2 separate regions of the Arabidopsis thaliana genome follow, and region 2 is linked to region 1. A link is a contact called in public capture Hi-C data. All regions are on one chromosome and are shown on one strand. The core of a region is the stretch at or near the end of the contact, and the rest is flanking DNA. Distances in the headings are between cores, read along the strand shown. Region 1 holds the start of AT5G38720 (ribosomal RNA-processing 7 protein). Region 2 holds the start of PRE1 (basic helix-loop-helix (bHLH) DNA-binding family protein).

What was found. Capture Hi-C pulls out chosen DNA fragments and counts their contacts.
Region 2: a capture Hi-C map of seedling shows a contact between it and region 1, with 2.0 times the contacts expected there. The contact joins the promoter of PRE1 here to the promoter of AT5G38720 in region 1.

The regions. Positions count from the first base shown.
Region 1 is chr5:15,508,528-15,513,976 of TAIR10.1, reverse strand. AT5G38720 (ribosomal RNA-processing 7 protein) reads left to right here and starts at 3,264. Exons shown (of 8, transcript NM_123233.4): 1 at 3,264-3,547; 2 at 3,810-3,902; 3 at 4,001-4,147; 4 at 4,236-4,346; 5 at 4,656-4,784; 6 at 4,910-5,007; 7 at 5,101-5,314. The coding sequence starts at 3,505. It overlaps AT5G38730 (Tetratricopeptide repeat (TPR)-like superfamily protein), which reads right to left and starts at 3,135. Exons shown (of 1, transcript NM_123234.2): 1 at 1,043-3,135. The coding sequence starts at 3,076. The coding sequence ends at 1,286. It overlaps AGL77 (AGAMOUS-like 77), which reads left to right. Exons shown (of 1, transcript NM_123235.2): 1 at 1-1,034. The coding sequence ends at 952.
Region 2 is chr5:15,955,160-15,960,608 of TAIR10.1, reverse strand. PRE1 (basic helix-loop-helix (bHLH) DNA-binding family protein) reads right to left here and starts at 3,241. Exons shown (of 2, transcript NM_123349.3): 1 at 2,795-3,241; 2 at 2,050-2,458. The coding sequence starts at 2,920. The coding sequence ends at 2,306. It also overlaps the pseudogene AT5G39861.

The DNA of each region.
Region 1 (5,449 bases), core at 2,015-4,514:
GAACAAGAAGAAGAAGACGAGTCTTAAGAACGTGAATGTTTTAAAGTATCCACTCGCTGATCATTACTCTCCCGACCAAGTTTCTCAATTGACTCAGTCCTTAGAACTCAATGTCTCTAAATTCCAAGAAAGGCTTCGATTTCTTGAGTCGCAGAAACAGAATGAGACAAAACCGGATCATCAGAGTTTAACATCAATATCTTCTCTGAACCAATCTTTGAACCCTAGCCAGTTCTCGCTGTTTATGTATAACCATGGATATAATACTCTGTCTCAGATCCCAGTCTCTGCATCAAATTTCAATCAGGATTATATCTCAGCGTTACTTGAACAATCTGAGTTGAAGAGTCAGATAATGAAGCAGGAGGTTTGTGGTTATGAGCAGAACATGTGCATGAGTAACCATGGAGATGCTACGCTCTCTCAAATCCCATTCTCTGCATCAAATTTCAATCAAGATTTTTCAGCCAACAACAACTTCCAACATTCTTTTGTCTCAAACACACAAGATTACTACTCTGTTCAAAAATCTGTGAATAACAACTATGGGTTGAAGAATCAGTTAATGAAGCACGATCTTTGTGGTTATGAGCACAACATGTGCATGAGTAACCATGGAGATGCTACCTTCTCTCAAATCCCACTCTCTGCATCAAATTTCAATCAAGATTTTTCAGTCTCAATACAAGAAGAATCTGGCTTGATGCAGCAGGAGCTTTGTGGTTATGATCAGAATCAGAACATGAGCATGGGTGACATCACAAACAACAATTTTCAAGTTACTTGCGCCTCAGTACTAGAATCTGTGAACAACTTTGGGTTGAATCAGTTGATGCACAAGGAGTTTTATGGTTGTCATCAAAACATGTCTATGGGTAACATCAATAACAACAGCTTTCAACATCCTTGGGTCTCAAACGCAGACCATACTCGGCGGTACAAGAATCTGTGAACAACTTTGGGTTGAATCAGTTAATGCATGCAGCATGAACTTTACGGTTACGGTTATGCAGACTTTTGTTAATTTCTTATGATTAATTTGATGTGTTGTTGTTGTTGTTGAAATGTATTCAGATCTACAGCTTGTTTACGGTTATTAGTTGGATAGTATTTAGCAGTACATGCACTTTCACTTTCCATAAAGGTCATTATTGTATCATGATTGATGCAGAGGATATCTACACCAGTATTCTTTCACTCTATAGTAGCTAGAAACAACAAGTACTACGTAGCTTATTAGTGTCTTTTAAAGTACATATATATAAATGTGATATGTTGGCTCACTTCACAATACCTCGCTTCTGTTCATTTCCCGTAAAATACTCTTCGATATAAGACATCTATCACCTACATGACTCCAAAAGAATCTCAAAACATCGTTATCACCAGCGTAAGAGGCACTGATAGATTTATAAAGTTTCAAGTTTACCATTAACCGTCGATTATACATTACATCGAACAAAGCAGAAGCTTCAGTGACCTTCCCTGTTCGCCAATATGCATACGCCATGGTCGTGAATATAACACTATCTCCCACTAAACCCTTCTTTTCCATTGATTCAAATAACACTTTGGCGTAATCCACCTGTTCTAACTTACAAATCCTTCTTATTAATCCTCTGTATAGAGCAACATCAGCACAAAGACCTCTTTTTTCAAACTCCTCTAGGAGTTTTGTGATTTCGTCTTGCTTGTTCTGGTTATAGAATCCATCCACGAGCCAAGAATAGGTCGCATATCCAGGAGAGAAGCCTTTCTCTATCATAGAGAACAGTTCCTCCTTTGCATTTTCCAGTTCCAACACTTTACAAAACCCATGAATCAATGCTTTGTATGAATACATATCCAGTTTTAGCCCTGATTCAATCATCTTCTTCTTGACCTTCACTGCAGATACCATGTCTTCGATTTTGCAATATGCGTTGATCAAAGTATTGCAGGTGATATTATCAGGTTCAATCTTTTTTCCACTCATCTCAGTCAAAAGCCGGTTAGCTTCTCTTATTCTTCCATCTTCACATAACTTACGCAAAATCGAATTATATGTCACAACTCCAGGAGAAAACCCTCTTGACTCCATTACCTCACGTAACCTCAAAGCTTCATCAATATCATTCATTCTACAATATCCATCAATCAAAGTAGTATAAGTAACATGATTCGCTGTAACATCGTCTTTAATCTCCCGAAACAGTCTTGTGGCCTCTCTCATTCTACCTTCTCTACTAAACCCATGTATGAATGAATTATAAGTGACAATATTAGGAGCAACACCACTTCTCTCCATCCTATCTTGCACAGATAAAGCCTCGAAATGCATACTCTTTTTGCAGTACACAGAGATCAACGTGTTATAGGTAAAGATATCAGGAAACACACCTTTTTCTTCCATCTCACTCAACAATTTCTCAGCTTTCTCGGGATCACCAGACTTAGAACAAGCATGAACCAATACATTATACACATGAATGTTAGCAACAACACCTAACTTAACCATCTTCTTGAATATCTTCCAAACAGTATCAGTCAATCTCTGCTTCACCAGACTATTTAGTAACACAGTACAAGCTTGCAAATGAGGCTTCAATCCACAACTCCTAATCTGCTCAAACACCACAATCGAATCGTTGATCATCCCGGCTTTAGCGTAATATATCATCAACCAGCTAAAGACGTGAGATACATCTTCTGGGTCTTCAGAAACACCACCAACTAAAGATCTCAAAACCAGAGGAGATGACAAAAGCTCTCTCTGAGCCAATTTATCGAGCAGTTGGTGTGCAGTTTTGAAATGCTTGTGTTTTGTGAGAATCAAAATCATTTTCCATGATGATTGTAAACTATGTTTGCTACTTGGTAAAGAATCGGTCCAGATAAAGAAACTCCATGAAAGAGAAGGTCCACCATAACCAGAAAACAGAGAAAGCTCAGAGATTACCTGAGTGGTTATCGCTGATTTCAATAACCCAGAATCAACTTTGTGTTTCAGAATATTTTTCCAGTTTCCTTTCAATACTGTTGCACAGATGCTTTGTGCAATCAAAGCTTCTCGATTTGCTGACAACAAATTCACCATTGTTGTTCCTCAAGTGTTGTAGGAGTAACAGAGAAGAGCAACGGCGATAAAGAGAAGGCCTAAACCGGTTTGAATTTCTCCAGTAGATGAACCAGACCAGATTATTTACCAATTAACCGATAAAGGACTGAATTCAAAACCGGAAGCGAATCGATTGTTTTGGAATATCCGGGAAACGGCCCGAGAGAAAATACGTAATAAATCGAACTGAACCCAATTTTAGACCGGTTTAGTCAAGAATACGTATATGTCCTCTCGTGTTGCTGATATTAACAACTTTACCCTTGTATCTGTTTCAGTCCAAAACCTCACAAAAAGCAAAAACCCTAATTTACATGGTCGTGGCCTGACTAATCCCTAATTTTTCCGAGAGCGTCGACGCCGACAATCGCCGACAGAGTTTTTGCTTCTCACGCGATAGAAAGAAGATGAAGGAGACGAGAAAGCTGAAGAAGAGTAATCTCCCTAAAGGTAGGCCTAATTTTCTCGCGTTTATATTCTTACTTAATTGATTTATGAGGTTTCATTACAGAACCGAAAAGACCTAACTATGGTTGTTGTGTATACTAAGATTGTGTTCTTAGAGGTAACTTATTTGATTTCGAAAGTTGAGAGCTTTAATTGGAATGGCCTTGAACTTAATTACAAAGGTTAATCTTGTGAAGCAGAAGAAGTAAATTGCTTATGCAAATTATTGTTTGTCTAATTGAAGTGACGGATAAAATCAATGCAGAAGAAACTGTTGGGAAAAAAATTCAGAGGAAGAAGAATGAGAAAGTGAGCAATGTCGAATTAAGCGAGGATCCTCAGGCTGCACAGCTTCAAGGTGAAAGTTTTGGCTTTGATGGATTTAGAAGTGTTTTATAGTGTTTTAAGATGTGTTATGATGTTGAGTATAGTATCTTGTTTATTATTCCTTACCAGCTAAATCAAGTGAGAAACCCAATAGAAAGAAGATTCAGAAGGGTAAGGAAATAAAAAGCTCTCCAGCTGATGGTAAGCTGAGTGGGAAGATGAAGAAGAGAAAAGAGAAAGTAGGCAATGTTGATATAAGCGAACCGATTCTGGAAGGTGAATTCTTTTGTTTTTGGCAGATGAAATCTATTACTGAGCTGTTAGATTCTGGTATTGAGTTTAGTATCTCTGGTTCTTGTTACAGCTATTTCAACTGAGAAAGTAAAAGAAAAGAAGGGCAAAATGAACAAGACTAAGAAGAAAAGGAAGGCCGAGGAAATAACTAGATCTTCAGTCGAAGATCTGAAAAGAGAAAGTGAGTAGTTCATTACCATGTTTTGGTTGTCTTATGTTAGTTCTCTGAATCATTTGCATGAGGAACTTTAGCTAGTTTTAAGTCTTTATATAATATTTTCTTTGAGCAGAATGTGAACTTTACTGTCTATCTAACTCTGAATCTGTGGTTCTTATGAATGTTATTTATGTTTGACATGGCTGTAATGGAACTGAAATAAGAAACCGGTAGTTCAGAGCTGGTTTAATGAAGTAGATTGTTTTTTGTAGGCGAGTCTAAGGACTTCAGAACTCCATCATCTTGTTCAATAAAGTAAATTTTTTCTTGTAGGCAAGTTTAAGAAATCAAATAAGAAGAAAAAGATGGACATGACCTCTAAGAAAGAGAACAAAATTGAAGAGGAGGAAGATGTTTATCAAATTTCTTCAGGCGATGAGGATTGCACAAGGGGAATGAAAAGTATGGATGAAACAAAAATGATTACTGTTTCTTCCATTATTAGCTAGCTGCATATGATTAGATAAGCATGAACACTCTTGAAACTGTTTCTTCCTTAATTTGATAAGTCCTCTTTTAAACTGCAGAGTGGGTTAGTGATTACTATGAGGGTAGACCTGGTTTAGACGAGCTCCAAAAGAGAATCGATGACTTCATGACTGCTCATGAAGAACGCCTTGAACAGGTTCTTCTCGTCATCCTATATTTTGAAGTGTTCATGTCTATTGTCTAAGTGACTATCGTGTTTTTGTCTAATGTTGTCATGTGTGTTGAACAGGAGAAACAAGACAAAGAAGCTAAAGCTGCAGAAGGTGGATGGACTGTGGTCGTGCATCACAAAGGAAGGAAAAAGACAACAGAATCTGAAACCGGAACAGCCGTTGGATCTTTTTCTCAGGCTGCTTTGGAGGATAAGATCGCTAAAAAGAAACAGAGTGAGCCTGTCGCTCATGGTTTCTACCGTTTCCAAAGGCGAGATGCACAACGCAATGGTAAGCCCTGGCTTTTCTATATCCTCAAACGTGTTTTGTGTCAGTTTTGGCTCGGGTCGGTTTTTATATGCAGCCCTAGTCACACAAGTGGCCCTTCAATTTGTCTGCCCTGATTCTGATGAATTGATTCTTGGT
Region 2 (5,449 bases), core at 1,992-4,491, 450 kb before region 1:
CAACATTTCAACAACACCAAGTTAAAAGATACATACAGATTGGTCTCTTGTGTGTTCAAGAATGTGCTGAGGATAGGCCCACGATGCTATCAATCTCTGTCATGTTCGCAAGCGACACAATAGAGATCGCTCCGCCTGGACCGCCTGGTTATTTAGTCCGTAAAAGTCAACTTGAGACTGGTTCCTCCTCGTCACGAAAGAAGCGAAACGAAGAATCTTGGACTGTGGCAGAAGTAACCTATTCGGCCATTGGACCTCGGTAGTCCAACGACGTGTTTCGCAAGGAACTTTATTTATGGGAGAAAGATTCTAAAAGTTGTTTCCCCGTGTAGGAAGTATCTTGGAAATTGATTAAAAAAAAAAAAACATAACAGAGTACTGTAATTTGTATTTTATATTGTTTTAGCCTGTTTTACTATAAAGAAAACATAACTTAATGACGTTTACACTAACTTAGCTAAAACCTCCATAACCAAAGCTTCACTCTCTAAGCTTCTTGAGTCTTTGGTTGAAATAATCAACAAATCTCCACCTCGACAAACGGTTACATCTAATATTCATTTACCTGCTTCTGATGTCATTACACAACTTTGTCCTTACACAATATGTCAGTAGGATTGACCAGAGAGTACCAATCTTGGTCATATCCCTTATGAAGTGTAGCTCAACTTCTATATGTTCCCGTTTCATATTTTTAGACAAACATATATAGCTCTTGGACTGTCACAGTTCACTTCATATTTTGATTGCAAAGAACCAATTATTATAGCAATCTTTTTATCCAAATTGTTTCCTTGATGCTCTCTGTAAGAGTCATATTCATATATATACTCTGCTTTTGTGGTGGATAAGGACAACGTGTTGCAAGCATCATCTCCAATTTTCAAGATACAAAAGATTGCTGTTAAAACAGAGAAATAGAAAACAGAGTGTTTGATAAGTTTGTGTGAAACTTGTGTCGCTGTGGAGTTTGGGGAGAGATCACCTTGGAAAGACTTCTCCAAGAAGAATTCATACATGATTAAAGGGAAGTAAAATGAGTTTACTTGTTAACCTTAGTTCATGTTCTTAGATACAGATGTATTTGAATTTACTGTAGAAATTCTAAGTATATCTTTTACTTCTTGAAGTGATCTAATAAACTTTTGTTGCAGCCGAGGACTAGTGGTTGGTTTGAAAGAGAACCAACCGATACCTTGTTAAATATTGTGTCGTTTCGTTATTGCTCTATTGTTTAAATCGTTTCCGCTATTTAATTATTCTATTTAGTATATCTCAAAATTTTACAATAATAATTCAAAAAGGGTACAAGACCTGAAAATTGTATCTATGTAACAAGAAAAAAAAATTAAGATCGTTTTAGGTGGAAGAGTGTAACAAAGCTAGTCTCTGAATGCTCTCCTTTTTCATGTAATTCTTCTTGTGATTATTTTTATAGCTATATGGCTTAAAATTAGGAGTCGGATTTGACCAGTCTCCTAAACCCTGAAAGGACCAAACCGGTATAGCTATATGGCTTAAAATTAGGAGTGATAGATTTGACCAGTCTCCTACGCCTTGAAAGGACCAAACTTGTCTAAATGTATGTACATGGGTGCATGTATATCAATATGCGTATACGTGTGTTTAAACTTTAAACTACATGCATGTAGAATTATGAGATATCAAATAAAACTATAACGTTGATTTTTATTTAATTTCTTTGTGTGGACGTCCTAAAAGGCAAAACTTTCCTTTAGATGTGTATAAACGTTTTTGTGACAGTTAAGATGGGGTTTCTTTTCCCCTCCAAAATGGCTAAGAGTTTATTTGATTTTGTCTTCTATTTCTATTTTTGCTTTTTATCTCTATTTTGAGGTTTAGATGATTTGTTACCTCAAAAACAATGTGCCAAATAACTTTTTTTATTCCGTATAAAATTAAATGCTCGCAACTAACAATGTCCTCTCGCAATTTTACTGTCCTTGACTGACACAATCGAGTTCAGACATCACAATCTCTGTTTTTTTTTTCTTTGTTAGGGAGAAAAAAAGAAAGATTCTTCTCCACCAAATTTCATCCCACTGGTTTATTTTAATAATGCACCTGCTAAGGCAATGCTCGTGCAGTTCTGCTACACACATATATGTCGGAGACTTTTGACTATGGAATTAACCCTATGAAATTCGTATGTCATTAAAGATCAAGCCCATCTCTTTGAATTTTACATAATAAGACGATTATGTTAAAAATATAATTATTATAGAGCGATCATTTAAGATTACATGGATAGGCTTGTCAAAAACAAACAAAAGAACAAAAAAGATTACATGAGTAGGCTTCTAATAACGGCGGCTTCAGGGCTATCTTCATCGACAGATTCGAGAAGCTGAGACAAACGCTCGCTCAGATTGTCAACTTCTCTGTTCAAATTTCGTATGTAATTGCATGTCTCTTGCAATACTTTCGAGGCTGATGCCTTCAACAACAAAAACGAAATAAAATCATAATCATTATAATATATGTTTTTTGAACCAATGCATGCGCTTTTATGCGTTTGCAGATGCATGCAAGCTGATGATTTTGATGTAATCTCTTATGTAAATATGGAAGAAAAAGGTTGTGAATATTGGTATATATGTTCCTTAATGTCCGGAGTCAAAAGTTCCGACTTCTTTTTTCTTTCTTGTTTGATTTTAGTGTCCACTCTTCTTTTTACAAAACTTTTGTTCTTTCCTTTTTTGGATAGGTTTACACGATGGATAATGTTAAATGGTCGTTATAAATGAATATATGCATATATTATGCGTGATACCTTATCAGAACGACGTCGTTGACCAATCTCCGGCAAAATTTGACGGAGCTTAGATACGAGGTCAATCATTTGATTATCGGAGATCCTTGGAGCACTTGAAGATTGCCTTGATCTTCTGTTCGACATGTTCAACAATGTGGCAAGAAAAGACCCTAACTAAGTTGTGGATTCTTCTCTCTTTCTTTACTTCTCTCACACTAGCTCAAACAAGTTCTATTGAGAAATAGAAATAGAGATATAATGAGATCGGCTATGTCTATGTGGCAAGTAGGTGTAAGCTTTTATGATTTTATAAGGTTTTTATGCTGAAAGGAAACGACCAAGAAGAAAGAAAAACTAGAGAGCAAGAAGAAAATAGAGAAGAGAATGAGAAAAGTGTTTTGGGGTTTTGAATACACTTCAAATATAAAGAAATTGAGAATGTGATAAGAGAGATTTAAATAGGCCAATGGACCACAAGAGAGAGAGAGCGACGGAGAGCAGCAATAAACCTCGACAATGATGTCACGGGAGAAGAAAGCGATAGATTGAATGCCCTTAAACCACAAAACTTCGAAATCATTTTTTATTACAGATTTCCAAGCCGTATATATACATATCATCAGTCGAGACTATTACCAATCATTATACGAAGGTAATGGCGGGATTGAATTATTTCACAACGTTTTCAATCATGGTTAGTTAGTTATTGTGTATAGTTCAAATGATACACAAGTTTCAAGATTCGTAACTTTTTAGGATTTTGTGGAAAATAAGTCTTGAAATCGTCCATTTCTACTTTCAGAAAATATAGAATAATTTTACAAAGTGAAAAATACTACGCAATATAACATTTTTTGCTATTGTCAGATTTCGTCAAGTTTTAAAAAAATTGAGAAGTATTATATCAAATCGAAGCCCTCGAGACAAAGAGTTCAACTCTTCTTTAATTTAGATTTTTTAAAATGTATGTGATCGTGAATACGTTTACAATATATGTATAAGGAATATATTGCGTATTATTTTTGTTTTTTTATGATTATTCTGCATATTTTAGAAGTAGAGGGTAAAATTACAAAAATAGATTTCTCTTAGGATTTGTTTTACCAAAACCCCAACTTTTTATGCCTCAACTATCCAAAAAAAAAGAAAATGATTATGACTAGAATGGATCACAAATATACATATGCTTAGTTATTGAAAATTTTACAGTATAATTCCTATAGAGTGGATAAATAAATGGGTACTAAATTTTTTGAATAATTGGAGGAGATTTGAATAGTTAAATGGAGGAAACGAAAAGTTCCCAAAGATGGGGTTGATGAAGGTCAAGATAAGTGTTTCATGTTCATCTAACATTGTGGCCCTTCATCTGCAATTTCACAAAAAGGCAACTACCATGTGATGACATGACTTTTCATTCAATTTTTTTTCTTCTAATATTAGAACTAGTATTATCGCCTAAATTGTCTCTCTAAATTTGTATTCCACAATATCTAGGTACAGTTTGTATATTTATCTGTAAATCTTGTATATTACCAAACTATATATTTTAAACTTGTATAAAATATATAGTTCCAAACTTGTATAAAAAAGCATAGAGAGAATTATGTAAATTCTATCTTCCATACTAACTACATTTGTTTTAGAAAGGAAGAAGCCTAATTATTGACTCCTATGGAACATTGTTTTCTAACTGCTAAGCCATAAATAGTTTCACCTCATATGTAAAATATTTCGTGTGATAACTTTTAAAAAATTATAGAATGTCAATGTAACTTAAAAATAGTAGATATAAAACAAATATTTTCTATAAAAGGATTATTGTTGATTTTGCCGTTTTCATCAAAATCTTTTGAAAAAGTCATTTTTACTAAAATTTTACGAAATTGTCATTTTAGTACTTATAAATGTACGTATTTACGATATTATTTTTACAAAAATAAGTATTTTATATTAAATGCTAAACTTAAAAAACAAAAAAAAAACTCGACTAAACCTTAATATAACGAATAAAAGCTATGCTAAATTTCATTTTTTAGACTGAAAAAGAGCAAAATCCACAAATTATTTAAAAAATGACAAAATCCATAAATATCATTCAAAAAATGGTAAATCCATAATTAATTCTTTTATAAAACGTGAAAAGGAAACCAAATGCTTAAAAGAAACGTATCTATCGGCTTTAAAACTTCGTTCAGACCATTTATTTCAAACTTCTTCGCACACTTACACTTTGCCTAAAATAATTTATTTAAAGAATTTTTTTATTTTGAAGTGAATAAAATCGCATGTCTCATATAACTTAATTTAATTGTTCGATTGGTCCATTATTGGTTGAGTATTAATTTATATAAATGTTCACAAAACATCGACTATGTCACGTGTCACCACCATGTCTCGTGTTACATGCTGCCCTCGGGTCCATAAGATCAAAATTTTAGATATCTTGTTGTCCAATAACATTATCAATAAAGATCCGACAAGTATGTAACAGTCGAATACAATTATCTGTTTGAACATATTATTATTATTATGAAAGGTTATATAAATTTCGAAATCCCTCATTATCCCTCAAAATATTTCGTTTGTGTGGTGTATTAATTTATCACAACATTCTATTTCATTAGTAATTCAATAACAGTTTAATATATTCTCACCAACAAGAAAATATAA